Linked DNA regions of Mus musculus: region 2 is linked to region 1. Evidence: chromatin contacts called from public promoter capture Hi-C data. All regions are on one chromosome and are shown on one strand. Each heading gives the region's core, a stretch centred on a gene start, on an enhancer-like site or on the middle of the called end of the contact. The rest is flanking DNA. Distances are from core to core; before and after follow the strand shown. Region 1 overlaps Rptor (regulatory associated protein of MTOR, complex 1). Region 2 overlaps Gm39485 (a long non-coding RNA gene).

Evidence for each region. Promoter capture Hi-C pulls out the DNA fragments that hold promoters and counts their contacts.
Region 2: a promoter capture Hi-C map of hippocampal neurons shows a contact between it and region 1, with 2.1 times the contacts expected there. The contact joins two enhancer-like sites. A contact is called at or near these places in 1 of 39 promoter capture datasets (hippocampal neurons), 7 of 484 Hi-C or Micro-C datasets (the C2C12 cell line, the HL-1 cell line, bone marrow-derived macrophages and 3 more), 3 of 115 datasets of contacts at active chromatin or transcription factors (bone marrow-derived dendritic cells, embryonic stem cells and pancreatic cancer cells) and 1 of 9 other capture datasets (adipose tissue).

Annotation. Positions count from the first base shown.
Region 1 is chr11:119,756,771-119,763,339 of GRCm38.p6, reverse strand. The region is part of intron 6 of Rptor (regulatory associated protein of MTOR, complex 1); the gene reads right to left. Among named protein-coding and RNA genes, the nearest start is that of Rptoros, 74 kb to the left of the region's middle. Within about 2 kb of position 4,224, at least 23 of the 459 cell types and tissues checked have an H3K27ac peak or open chromatin away from gene starts, as enhancers often do. A contact at or near this core is called in hippocampal neurons, where this site is marked.
Region 2 is chr11:119,904,737-119,911,305 of GRCm38.p6, reverse strand. Gm39485 (a long non-coding RNA gene) reads left to right here. Exons shown (of 3, transcript XR_003949830.1): 2 at 338-2,288; 3 at 2,764-4,610. Among named protein-coding and RNA genes, the nearest start is that of Chmp6, 5.8 kb to the left of the region's middle. Within about 2 kb of position 4,160, at least 11 of the 459 cell types and tissues checked have an H3K27ac peak or open chromatin away from gene starts, as enhancers often do. A contact at or near this core is called in hippocampal neurons, where this site is marked.

The sequences.
Region 1 (6,569 bases), core at 2,975-5,474:
GCCTACGAGTTCCCTTGGGAGCAGCCTGCAGGTAAGAGCTAGTGTTGGCACAGCCTTCACAGGCTTGTGGGAATACTGTGCACACGCTGGGCGTGCAGTTGTGCAACCGATGCTCAGTAAATCACAGCTGTGATTGTTACCCAAATCTTAACTTTTCCTTCAGTTACACTTAAGAAACAGTGGGCCCCGGAGATGACTCAGAGGCTGAGATGCTACAGTGCTACGACACCGTCAGCAGAGCAGAGTCTCAGAGAGCACGAGGTCCAGGAGACAGGCTCCCTCGGGCTGCAAACCCTAACTCGTTACTGTGGAGGCAGCATGGGGTGCTAAGCAGCTCTGCACTCAGAACTTTGGCTGAGATTTTGTTATTGGCTGCACCCTTCCCTGACCTTTTCTCTATCTCCATTTCTCACTAAAGCCTGAGCTGCACTTGCTGCTCATGTGCTTTCAATGAATTCAGCCTGAACATTTGTTACTTCAAGTTGCAGGACATGATGGCACATTGCTGTAGCCCAGCATGCAGGAGGCCAAGGCAAGACTGCAGGTTCCTGAGGTTGGCAACGCTCTGTCTCAATATTAACAACAATAACAAGCTAAATAAAAACCAATCAAACAAAGTATTTCTTCTTTAATCCCCAACCTTTTCTTTCTGGGTCATTTTTACACATTAATTTTTTAAACTAGGGTTTCAGGCATGGGTTGAGAAAGTTAGCACAAGGTATGTCTCTCCCAGCATTCCTCTAAACCCTGCCTTCTCATGACTGAGTTCCATCTACTATGTGTGGTCGGAGATCACAAGACAAAAAGGGAGATCCTCTGGACTTATTATAGATGGCTCCTTTGCAGTATAGACATAGTTTATTTGATAAATGGCCCATACATGCTCAAAAATGTGGATTCTTTGTTGCATGGATGGTTGTGTGTGCGCGGCGATGGACCTGGGTAATTAACCTATTATTAACCCCACCCCTTGGCTGGAACTTTCTCTCAGGAGCATTCTGACCGGGCTCCTGACTCAGCTCCCCCTGCATGAATGACTGTAGGTGGCACCTCTCAGCTTACGACTGTGTCAGGTCATACTGCTGCGGCTGCCGTCCTCCCCTGCCCTCTTGCTCCTTTTCCACAGTAAAGCACTTTGCTTTGCTTGCTCAGTGCCACCCTGGGCTCTGCGTGGACTCTGGCGTCTGCCGCTGTCTTCTCAGCCTTTATGTTTCTGTCTTGCAGCTCATGAGGGCTGCACCTTTATGTCTTCGTCCCATAAGGATCAATTGCCACCCACTCTTGCCACAGCTCACTCTGCCACCTGAGAGCATTTCCTAGACTCTATTCCTCTCTTTTTTTTTCTTTTCTTTTTTTTCTTTTTTTTTTTGTCCTTCCTTCCTCCATCTGTATTCTCAGCTTCATATCACAGAGCTGGACATCTCTAGCATGGTGACATATCTGCTTTCCTTGGGAGAGGTCTTCACCCACCTGTCTTCTTGCCTCTTCCTTTTCTCTACACTGGTAATTCATCTTCCCACTCTCCTAGCTCTGTTTTCTGAGTAACTTTACCCAGAATGCTGCTTTCCCTATCAACCAACCTCATTCTGCGCCACACAGAGAAGCAGTTGAATCAACCAGGGAAAGGAGGGGATGGCTGTAGTCAGTCAGAAAGCCCCCTCAGCCTGCCCTTGCCTATCTCTACTGCCCATGCCTCTATTCTACACTTGCCGCCTCCAAGGTCTCTGTCTGCAGCTTCTCGTAGTGTGGTTTCTAAACTCCAGTGACATTCAGACTCACTGGGGAGTCAGCAGGCAAGGCCACTCTCAATAGTTTACATCTTTTTCTTATGACCAAAATCAGGGTATCCATAGCACGCTGTTCTCTGAGAGTGGTGTGATTTTCATCTTAACTGAATGAAAATGGAGCCTGGGACACAAAGGGTGTAGCTGAGCAGGGGAGAAACATCCTGAGTAGGTACATGGAAAATCGTGCAGTTTGGGATCTGCATGGGACCAGAAGATAGCTGGTTTCAGATGGTGAAGCCAATTCTTCACAGGAAGACCGAAGGTCAGACTCTTCAGCACTAAGATCAAAGGGCACTAGTACAACTCTGTAAGGCAGGTGAGCCAGACAATAGCCTTAGGCAGGTGAGCCAGACAAGAACCTACGTTTGTGCTTCTGGTTTTTGGTTTTGTTTTTCTCTCTTTTTTGAAACAGGGTCTTGTTACATAAAACTAAGCTGGCCTCAAACTCAGCAATTCTTCTGTCTCAGCCTCTGGCATGTAAGAATTTCTCTCTCTCTCTCTCTCTCCCTCCCTCCCCTCTGAATCTTAACAAAAACAGGAGAGTGGTGGTTGATGCCATTACTCTCAGCACTCTGAGAAGCATGCTGATCTCCGTGAGTTGGAGGCCATCCTGGTCCTGGAGTTCAGGGCAGCCAGGGCTATACAGAAAAACCCTCATAAACAAACAAACAAAAAAATCTAAACAAGTGGGTAGGAGAGAAGGCTCCACTATAGAGAGGACACCATGTTTTCCCAGAGGACCCAAGTTCAACCCCAGCACCCATGTCAGGAGGCTCACAACCTCCTGACACTCCAGCTCCAAGGGGATCTCACCAGGGCTTCTGGTACACGCACACATGAGTGCACACACAGGAATGCATACACAAGCATGCACACATACAAAGATGCACTCTATCTTAGTTAATTCTCAATTGCCGTGACCAAAAGACCATAATAAAAGGCAACTTCTTTAATTTGGGGTTCAAGTTTCTGGAGTCCATGACCAGCATTGTGCCCTTCCTCTAGCCTTGAGCAGACTGGCTCAGACCTGGCTTGCCACAGCCGGCTAGCCCACCTACGGTGGAGTCTATTGTCCTGCCACATCTGCAGCTTTCCACCAAGACACTACTACCTGCTAAGAGGCTGAACCTGTTTTCCTGACACTATCAGACTAAGCAAGGAGATCCTGGCGTAGTGGGGGATGGGTTCCCCTCTTTATAAGCTCAGACTCATAAGCAAACATTGGCCTTGATCAGACCTTTGTCTTGGCTTGTTATTTCTCTCGCAGCCTTTCCCATCCAAAACCCCATGTTTCCTTTCAGGAACCCGGGAACCCGTGGCCAATGGAGACTATAAGCCTGGTAGGGAGCATGGTGAAAGCAGGCAGGCTTTGGTGCTGGAGCAGTAGCTGAGAGCTCATATCCTGATCCACAACTGCATGGTCAAGTGAGCTAACTGGGACCGGCCTGAGCTTCTGAAACCAGAGCCCACCCACAGTGATACTTCTCCTCTAACAAGGCCACACCTTCTAATCCTTCCCTAACAGTTCCACCAACTGCAGATGAGCCTGTAGTGGTCGTTCCTAATCAGACATCACAGAACCTAAACAAGATCTTAGCCCTGAAGTGGGGCAGGAGGTCTGTCCTCTAGCAAAGCTGCTGAGCTTCAAAGACTCTGGCTCAATACTATAAATGATAAAACCTTGCATTTACAGAAGCAACTCCTACTGACTCTGAGCCTAGTAGCCTTCCAGAGACAACATCAAGTGTTACCACAGTAGCAGAAAGGAGACACGATAGCAAAGTGCCCCACACCTTCCTTACACAGGATGTTCGCTTGGGGCCATCCTGCTGGGGCCGGGCGGAGGGAGCAGAGCTGCCGCTCCTGCAAACATCTTCAACACTGCACAGTTAGCACTTAATCTCCCAGAGACTCAGTGGCTTAACTGAAAGGGAGGAGTTCCTGACCTCACTCCAACCCAAAATAATGCTGTCATTTTCATTAATAGACAGCAGAACTGTATGCTGCCTGGTGCGACAGACATCAATCTCCTTTACAGCTGGTCTCAAAGCAAACTGAATACCTCTGAGTCAGAGCTTCCAGCAGCACACACATATGCCCATAATAAATTTAAAATGGTATTATGCCACTCAATCAAAGAAATAGAAACAGCTAAAGGAAAACGATATATATTTTGGATGCTTACACTATACTGATATATATGGGAAGCAAGGCAATTACTTACAGAGAATATTACAACTGTTAACTTAAGAATTACTGAAGTCAGTTTTGAAAATAAGAAAGAGGCAAATTTCCTGAGGCAAAAATGAAAAAAAAAAATCTGCACAATGTCTTCTGACAAGTGCTTCTTCATCAAACAAGAGCCATCCACACACGGCCGCAGACACGGCTGACTCTGTATTCACAGAGCTCAGCTGCATCTGGACCGATTGCCAAGCACGGGCATTCTGAAGCAACCTCCCGTATACAATGAAGACAGTAGTTTTCAGTATTATTAAGGAAAGGAGGGAGGGAAAGTCCTGAGCTTTCTTTCCTAGGCCATTCACAGTCCTCAATGTGACTGTCATTTCACAGCCTAATCCTGGTTTCATGTTTCTGCAACAGTAACTGGCACACTACAGCTTAAGATCACACCTGGCCAGTGCTTATTTTTGTAAATAACATTTGTGAAGCCCAGCCACACCCACCTGTCACATCTGGTCCCTGAAACAACAGAGCTGGGATTACTCAGGAACTGACCCTTCTGATACTGTGAGAGCAACTCTGAACTCACCGACCACCATCTTCACAATGCTAGGCCCTAAAGCCCCAGACTAGTTTGTGAACACATGGAGAGTGGGATGGGAGGTGATGGGGGAAAAGCTGACATGTGCTTTGAAGATAAAAATGTTGGTTACTCCCTCCCTCTCATTTTGTACTTTTCATTAATTCTCTGAAAAGATATACTCAGTTTTTATTAAAATGTACGAAACTGACTTTACAATGAAAAAAAAAACCCTAATTCTAAAAACATGGGTAATTACCAAATGAAAAAATATATTCCCTTTTCTATCAGACTCATTGCAGTACCTCCCTGAGATTACAGATCTACCCGCTAGAGCTGAGCTGACAGCATTCGGGCACTAGATGTGAATGAGGACCATTCTCCCCAACTGCGTGCGGCACAATGGTGCTAAAGTCCATGTTATGGAAGTTGTGTCAACTTGGTTTTTACTGTACTTCCTACTAATGCTTAATGCTTACTTAAACTTAATTATGTCCTCAGTCCAAAAAGGATTTCAGGCACCTAAGCAATGACATGCTTTTTGGGTAGAGCAAGCCCATCCTCTGCTTGGCAGCGGGGTGTGGAGTCCTTAGAGCTGCCCAGACCTACAGGCATAAGCCCTGCGCGTGTGGAGTTGGAGATCAGTGCAGGGCAGTGCAGGGCAGGCGCACTGAGGTCTGGCAGAGGCACTAAGGCAGTGTGTTAGGAAGGAAGGCATGGGTGAGTCCAGGCACAGTGTCAGGCTCTGTGGGTGCTTGTGTCTATTTCTGCTCACCCTCCTTACACATCTAATCACCTGCCTAGAGAACTGCATAAGGGAGCTAGTCTGCAGCAGGATATGCAGTGTCACAACAGAGCTGGTGCCCTGGCCCATTCTTTTCAGAAAGCACTCTGAAAAGCTGGGGAGTTCCAAGGCAGAGGTGGAAGTGGTCATGTAGCCAGCTCTGTAGGGTCCACAGTACCCTGACAGCTCTGACACACAGTCACTCAATAGCTTTCTGCTTGTACTACAGATATGATCATGCCTACCGAGGACTGACGGCCACACTCGCTCGTCATTACCTGGATCGTGTTCTTAAATACGATTCTCCAGGAATTGCACACATGCACACTCAGGGCTATCCCTCAGTCCTGGGTGATGAAGTCATCCCGTGACTCTACAGCCTAACAAAGCCCACCCAATGGCCTTGACTCCCTCCCCTGAAGCTCTGCAGCCTGGTGGAGTGGACCGGCTCATTCTTCTGGGTGGTCTGGCAGTGTACGCCAGTCTGGGTACTCTCTGTTCCCCTCAATCCCTGCCATGTAACACTCCACTTCCACTGCCAGCTGCTCCGAGGAACACTTGGAATACCTCTGTTCCCTGAAACACAGCAGCTTCTGGTACCATGAATCTATTCAGTTCTTGGTCATGAATTACCTTCAAGTATACATATTTTCTCTATCTTGCATAAAGAGCCTCTTTTAAAAGGCCACACACCCTCTACTATGCAGGAAGATGAGGTCTCTCTCTCATACCTGCCCGTAATGGTCAGCTTAGCCTCACTCAGGACCAGCTGGAGTAGCATGCACTGCTTCCAGGAAGTGGATCGAGTGTATATGGGAGTGACTGCTAGGCCCACCGCAGTCTGTGTGTACTCACGCCTAAACCTTCCAGTGATCAGACACCAAACTCAGATGGACAATGATAAATCCAAAGGTCTCACTGCTTCACAATCCGAGGTCTACACCTCTCTGAGTTTGGGAAAGGATCTGAAAACTGGCAAGCTGACATGACCCTGGTGGGCATCTCACAAAGGGTACAGTATGTCAGCACAGCTATATAGCTCTCACCCACATCCTCTAGATGGTCGTGAGGCTGCTGCTGCACACAGGCTCTTCGTCAGCATAAAGGCCAAGTGGGTACTAAAGGCTAGCTGAGCACATACCACTACTGAGTATGCCAGCAGCCATGGCACTCTCAAAGGCAGGCTGCGTCTGGCACCCACATACATTCCCTTGGAGTGCTCCCCAGGACTCAG
Region 2 (6,569 bases), core at 2,911-5,410, 150 kb before region 1:
TCCCTGGGCTGGTGGTCCTGAGCTTTATAAGAGAGAAGGCTGAGCAAGCCATGAGGAGCAAGCTAGTAAGCAGCACCCCTCCATGGCCTCTGCATCAGCTCCTGCCTCCTGTCTAAGTCCCTGTCCTGATTTCCTTTGATGACAGACCATGTGGAAGTGTAAGCCAAATACAATAAACCCTTTCCTTCCCAGCTTGCTTTTGGTCATGGTGTTTCATCACAGCAATGGTGACCCAGCACACACTGGTAGAGGACTGGGACAGGAAAGGGGGAGAGGACAGAAACCTTGTGTGTTCTTAGAGCATGAAATCTTTTGTGTTTGTTCCTTTTTATTTCAGGCAGGCCTTAAACTCTCGACCCTCTACCTGCAGGCTTCTGATTGCTGAGATTCTGCGTGCCGGTGCCATGACAGCCATCTTGCTTTAGTCCTTTAGAGGAACTGTCCCAATACCCATTCCGAGCCATCTGCCATGTCACATGTGCCTGACCCCTAGGATTTAACTATAGGCCTCATGTCAACAAAAGGTGGCCATGGAGGTCCTCAAGGCGGACTCCTCTGAACCTGCCACATGCAGGGTCATAAAAAGATCCCTAACATGGGTCTCCAGCTCTCTTGGCCAAGCCCCTCTGGTTGGAGAGGGGTCATGTGATTTGGGAGGTCCAATGTCATAAGTCCAGTCCTCTCCAGAGTTCAGGGTTCCTGTCTTTCCATCAACGTCCTCCGGTGCTAGGGACAGGACCCAGGGTCTCTGTGTTAGGCAAGTGCTCTACCACTGTGTTACACCCCAAACCAGGATCCTAACCTATGGGAAGGAATTCTGTGGCCAGGTACAAGTTGAGTCATCAGTCACCTTGTATGCATCAGAGCAAAGGCTCTGACCGCTGTGGTGTTGGTCCTATAGCTGTGAGACAGGAGTGACCCCTCAGAGAGGTCAAGGAGTACTGTCCTTCTTACAGCTGAGGACCTGGTGACTGCTGTGAATGCCCCAGTGCAGTGATGGGTCCTCTGCTATGGTCACCCTGCTGCAGCTATTTGGACTCCATGTTAAGTGGCCCTTTATCATCACCAGCCAGTGGGAAGCAGCTTCCTTAGGCAACGCCCACATGTCATCAGCATCCCGCAGCAAGAAGCCCAGTAGCATAATCAAGCCCACCGCCAAGGTCGGACTGTACTGCAGTCTCGTAGAACTGCTTCTGTGCTGACACTCATGCACCGTCTCAGAAAGAGCCAGAAGCTGTACTGGTCACCTGTGCAGAAAACTGTGACACTAGGGCCAGAGACCTGCAACCACCAAAGCGTGTGCGTGCAGGAACTCAAGGAACACATAAGCAGCAAGTGCCAAGAAAGAGACCTTGGGAAGCTGCTGAGTGCCTGGGAGAACGCTGTGCCCCCACGGGGAGCCAAGCGTGTGGCTGAAGGATAGCTGCAGGACTACCCGGGGAGAGGTGCTGGCCGGACACAAGACTCAGAAACAACACTCTGCAAAAAAGGCTGAGGATCTGTAAAAAGAGTCCACTGGGAACTGCAGTGCTAGAGAAAAGAGGGTGCTGGGCCCCAAAAGGAGGTCTGGGGCTAGGGAGTGAAATTCTGACCCCCCTCCCTCAGGCGGAAAGAGACATAGAGGAAGCCCCCTTCTGCCTCCAGGGCTTCCTGCAGTTCCAGCGCCCTCTGCTGACGGAGCTCAACCTTGCACTCACCCGAAGTTTTTCCAGAGCCCAGCTATACAAAGCTGACTCAGGAGGGAGTAAGTGAATTATTAGGACCACCATGTGTCCAGGTTACAGACGCTGACAAGTTCCTTTCTGGGACCTCTGTATGCTTGTTCTTGAAACTCAGTCATCAGGCCAAAAGGGGCCACATAGCCTGGAAAAGAAGCCAGTCAGGACTAGTTATGGTTTGCATGTGAAGTGTCCCCCACAATACTCCCTAGCTGTGCAATTTGGGGAGGGTGTGGGAACTTTAGAAAGTGGAGCTAGGTTGGAGGAAGGGTGCTGGTGACTGCCTTTGAAGGTTACACCTGGTCTAGTCCTCCATCTTGGCTTACTATCCACTATTGTGTGAGCAGGCTCCCCTTCTTCAGCTCCTGCTGCCATGAGGCTGCTCTGCCTCACCACAGGAAATCCTTCTTTAGATTGCCTCTGACAGCCATTTTATCTCCGTCACAAGACAAGCAAGGAATCTGGAACTTATGGTGGTGTGTGCCAGCTCTGACCAGGTGTGCCACCACAGCTGAGGTCAGCAGGGCAGGAGTGAGCCTCCTGACAAGTACCACACAACCCAACTGTGAGGTGAGTGTGTGTGTGTGTTTTCATCAAGTGCCACTATGTACATGTAGAGGTCAGAGGACAACCTTGGGTCGTCTTTCCTTCACCTTGTTTGAGGCAGCATCTTCTGCTTGTTACGCCCACCAGGCTAGCTGCTCCTGGGCTTCTAGAAGTCTTCCTGTTGGTTCCGCCCATCTCTCTTTGGGGTGCTGGGATTAGCGATGCCTCCTGTGCTGGCTTTTACATGGGTTTAGGGGATCTGGATTCAGGTGGTCAGGCTTGCAGGACATGTGCTTCACCTCTGGGTCATCTCCCAAGCCTGCCCTTGAGATACTTTGTGTCTGGCCCGTTGGCCCCAGCTGGCTTTTAAAAAAAAAAAAAGATCACCCTCTGCACTTAATCATTCACAGTGAGCAGAGCCCGCCCAGTCCCGTTTGTCCTGCCTGCTGCTCAAAGCTTAACATCTTTCCTGCAACTGAACCCACCCTGCCTACCCCAGGTCCCTGAGGAATCAGGAACCCACTTGGATGACAACATCTCCCACCTTCGTCTCTGGTCTACAAGGTTCCTCACAGACAAGCTTCTGGCGTCCTTTGGGAAAGGTGAGCTGCCATGATGTCATACGCATGGCCCCAGGAGGCTCAACTGTTTGAACACGCATTCCCTTCTTGGTGGCAAAAAGTAGGTCACTAGTGACCGACCTTTGGGGGTTAATGGTTCTGATATCTCTATGGTCCATCCCTCTGCCTCCCACTCCTGCTGCTGTGGCCAGAGCCTCCCGAAACAGTTAGCCTACGCCAGCCTCTCCTGCTTTACGTTGGTCCTGATAGGTTTTGTTTTAAAGATGCAAAAGGCACAAATATAGTTGCTCCCTGGGGAGAGAAGCAAGGTACGGAGCGGCTTCCTCCTGGGGCTTGACTTTAGTGCACCTCTCTTCCAGAGAACTCCCCTTCCAACCTGTTTGTTTTTTCCTTTGTGTTATGCTAAGGAACTAACACATCTCAGTGGAAACACTGTAGCACAGACCTCGACAAGCAAACTGCCCGGACTTTTCACATATAGGCAAGCCAGTGCTGGAGCTCAGGGCTCGGGGTGTGTGCCAGCTGCACAAATGCAGAGAGCCAGGGCTATGCTTCTGTGGCCTGAGTCCATCTCCTTGATATCCAGCCAGAAAGCAAAACCTCGAGTGTGTGTCTGATGTTTGTGACAGGACTTAGCTGGTTCTCATTTCTGTCAGGTCTGAGGGTGATGCCGTCACAGGTATGGCCTGCAAGCACGGTGTCTGTGCCGAGGGGTTTGGGGGTTCAGGAGTGATGGGGCCAGGCTCAGCCCCTCAGTCTCTTTGCCCTGATGCTTTCCCGTTGGTTTTCTGCTCCAGCTCCTGCACAGATGACCTGCAGAGGCTGAGAATTCAGTTTGCCCTGTAATCCTGCACCCTGCAGGGTACAGCTTGCTTGTGATCTGCAGGCACAGCAGCCCGGCCACAGGAAACTTGGTTACCTCTTCTAGCAGCCCCATGTGTTTCCTGGTTTTCTCACTCTGCCTTGAACTGAGAATTTAAAATCCCTTGTATGCCATTCTAAAAATGCAATCTTCCTGGTGCTGGCAGACACCAGCATCCTACCCCACAGCCCCAAGCTCTCCCCTGGTGCAGCTCTGAGCCTGTTCCTTGGTTGCCTGACTCTGCTTTCCAGAAAGACTATTCCGGGCAGTGACCAGGGTTTAACCAGGCAGGGTTGGAAGCATCTGTCCTGTCACAGAGCCCTGGGGTCAGAAGCACCAAAATCGTTGAAAGAGTCAGAGGAATAAAGAGGGCAGATTTCTCTACAAGCTCTGTGGGAGGCCACACCAGGCTTTCCCTGGCTTCTGAAGGCGACATGTTGTGATCCTCCCTCGGCTGCTTGGCTGGCAGAACATCACCCGATCTCTGCTTCCACCTTCACACTGCATCTCCCACTGTCTGTGTCCAAATCCTCTTTATAAAGAATCATCACTTTGGATTAAGGCTTGCCTCAACCCAACTGTACCTACAACGGCCCTGTTCCAAAGAAGGACACATTCTGAGGCCAAAACAGCAACATGAGGCTTTTTGTTGGGGGTGACACACACACGTGCCTGGTGTCCACAAAACCAGGATAGGGTATTGGTTTCTGGAACTGGAGTTAAAGATGGTCATGAGCCACCACTGGGTACACCTCTCTCTGTTAGAGGAGCCAGGTGTAAACCACCTCTCCGGTCATCAGCGTGAGTTCTGGGGGAAACAACTCAATCCACACTGCACAGAGCCTTTGGTGCGTTGGGTAACCAGTGCTGGGTTCTGTGTGAGGCTGTTTCTGGAACTAGACTGAGCCAACCGAGGCATCCTTACTGGCTTGGATATTTCACCTAAAGGATATTTAGTGCTGAGAACCACATGTCTCAAAATCACCGAAGGGTTGGAGGAACGGAGGCTGGGGAGTCCCATCCCTGGGTCTCTGCACAGCATCTTCTGCAGCAGCCCTGAGAACACACAGAGGCCATAGATGCAGGCCTGCTGACCTAGTTATCAAGAAGGGGCACAGCTGTCAATCAATGTGCACTGAGGGGTGAGGTGCAAGCTGCCCACAAGGCAGGTTGCAGGTGGGTAATAGGTGGATGTGCAAAAGGATGAAGACTGCCTATGGGTCCGCAGGTGGGGTGTGAGAAGGCCTGTGCACTGTCTCCCCTTGAGCCAGCCTTCTACTGAGTGAAAGAAGGCCAGCCTAAAACAGTGACAAGAACTATTCCTTTCCCATTTCCAGAAAGTTTCTTATAGGGAATCTAACTTGGATCTCTTCCGTGGCTTTCAGCTTTGCAACACCAGGTAGCAGCGGGGCTGACACAGTGCCGAGCCACTCACAGGCAGTCTGCAGTGGGGGATACAAGAGAGTGAGTGATCGATCAGGGAGGTGGTGTTGGGATAGCTGGAGTGTAAGTGTGATCCCTGTGTGTTGCTGGCACTGAGATGTTCCCAACCTTTACCAGGGAGCAAGAACTGGCAGACACAGGAGTCACTTTCCTCCTTCATGTCACTCTTGTGACTGTGCCAGCTTCTCTGGGCCAGCTTCCATCTAGGGTTGGAAAGCAGGAAAGAGACGAAAGGCAGCTCACCTTTGCAGGCCTCGTTGGCACAACCAGAACAGGGCTCTGGATGGCCCAGCTGAGGCCAACAATCTACCCAAGTCAGGAATGACAGCCTTGTCATGGGAGGTCTACCCAAGCCAATTTCAGGGTCCAAAGGCCAGAAGCTTATGGCTACGCTGGTGAAGCTGGGAGAGATTGGGCTCTTGTCTTAAACAAGTATGTCATCTGGGTGTGTGACTCTCACATGTGTAAGCTGATGCCAGGGAGCATAAAGTGGGAGCCGCGGCTGTGCGTTACACACATACTATGTGGTGAGCTACTGGCAGAATGTAGGCAGGCTGTAGGTGAGTTATAGGGGGAGGTGCAGGAGGGCTGTGCAATGGATCCAGTGGTCCTGGGGCCCTCAGAGCTCAGACACAGGTAGCAGAAAATATGAGACAAGCCCAAGAAGGAATACTGTGGAGTCAGTAAGAAGACAGCAAATCCCAGAGATAGGGCCTGAGCTCAGGGGTTGGTGCTGACCAGTCAGGGCTGCAGACACCTGCTTGCTTTCAAGCAGGCCTGGATCGCCAGCAACGAGGGATACCTTGCACGTATGTTGCTAGACCTTCTAGAGGAAATTCTGAGGGGAGGAAGGCTGCTCTGAGGGAGCTCAGGGGTGGGGCGGGGCAGAAGAAAGTACTTGTCTCCCTCTCTCTCCCTCCCTCTCACATCTTTGAAGGATTGAGAACAGGAGCCCCTTTCTTCTGGGATGTTATGTTAATGTGGGTAGTGGCAATCCCTACTGCAACCACACAGTGGTGCTGTAGGACAGGCAGCTGATGAACTGCTGTGTAACCTCCATGCTGAGGCTCCTGTCACAGATGTGCCTAGATATGGGCAGTTTATTCATTCGCCCCTCACTCTTATGCTCAGCAGATGGCTGGCTTGTTTATTAGCTCATTCTCTCCCCACTCAGGCATTATCCACTGGTAGCTCACTCACTGGTTCATTTAGTACCTACCATCCATGGTCCTGCTCTGGCTTGTGGGGTGGTGATGGGGGGCACGGGCAAGGTGATGAGCAGTAAGGTAGGGGGATTCTGGGGATAGTTGTTAGGGAAGGGGGTGACATCTGACCCTAGAAGCCTGATCATCAGATACGACAGAGCAGGACAGTGTGGAGTGGGGCAGGGGACAGGCTATCATGGACCAGTAAGACAGG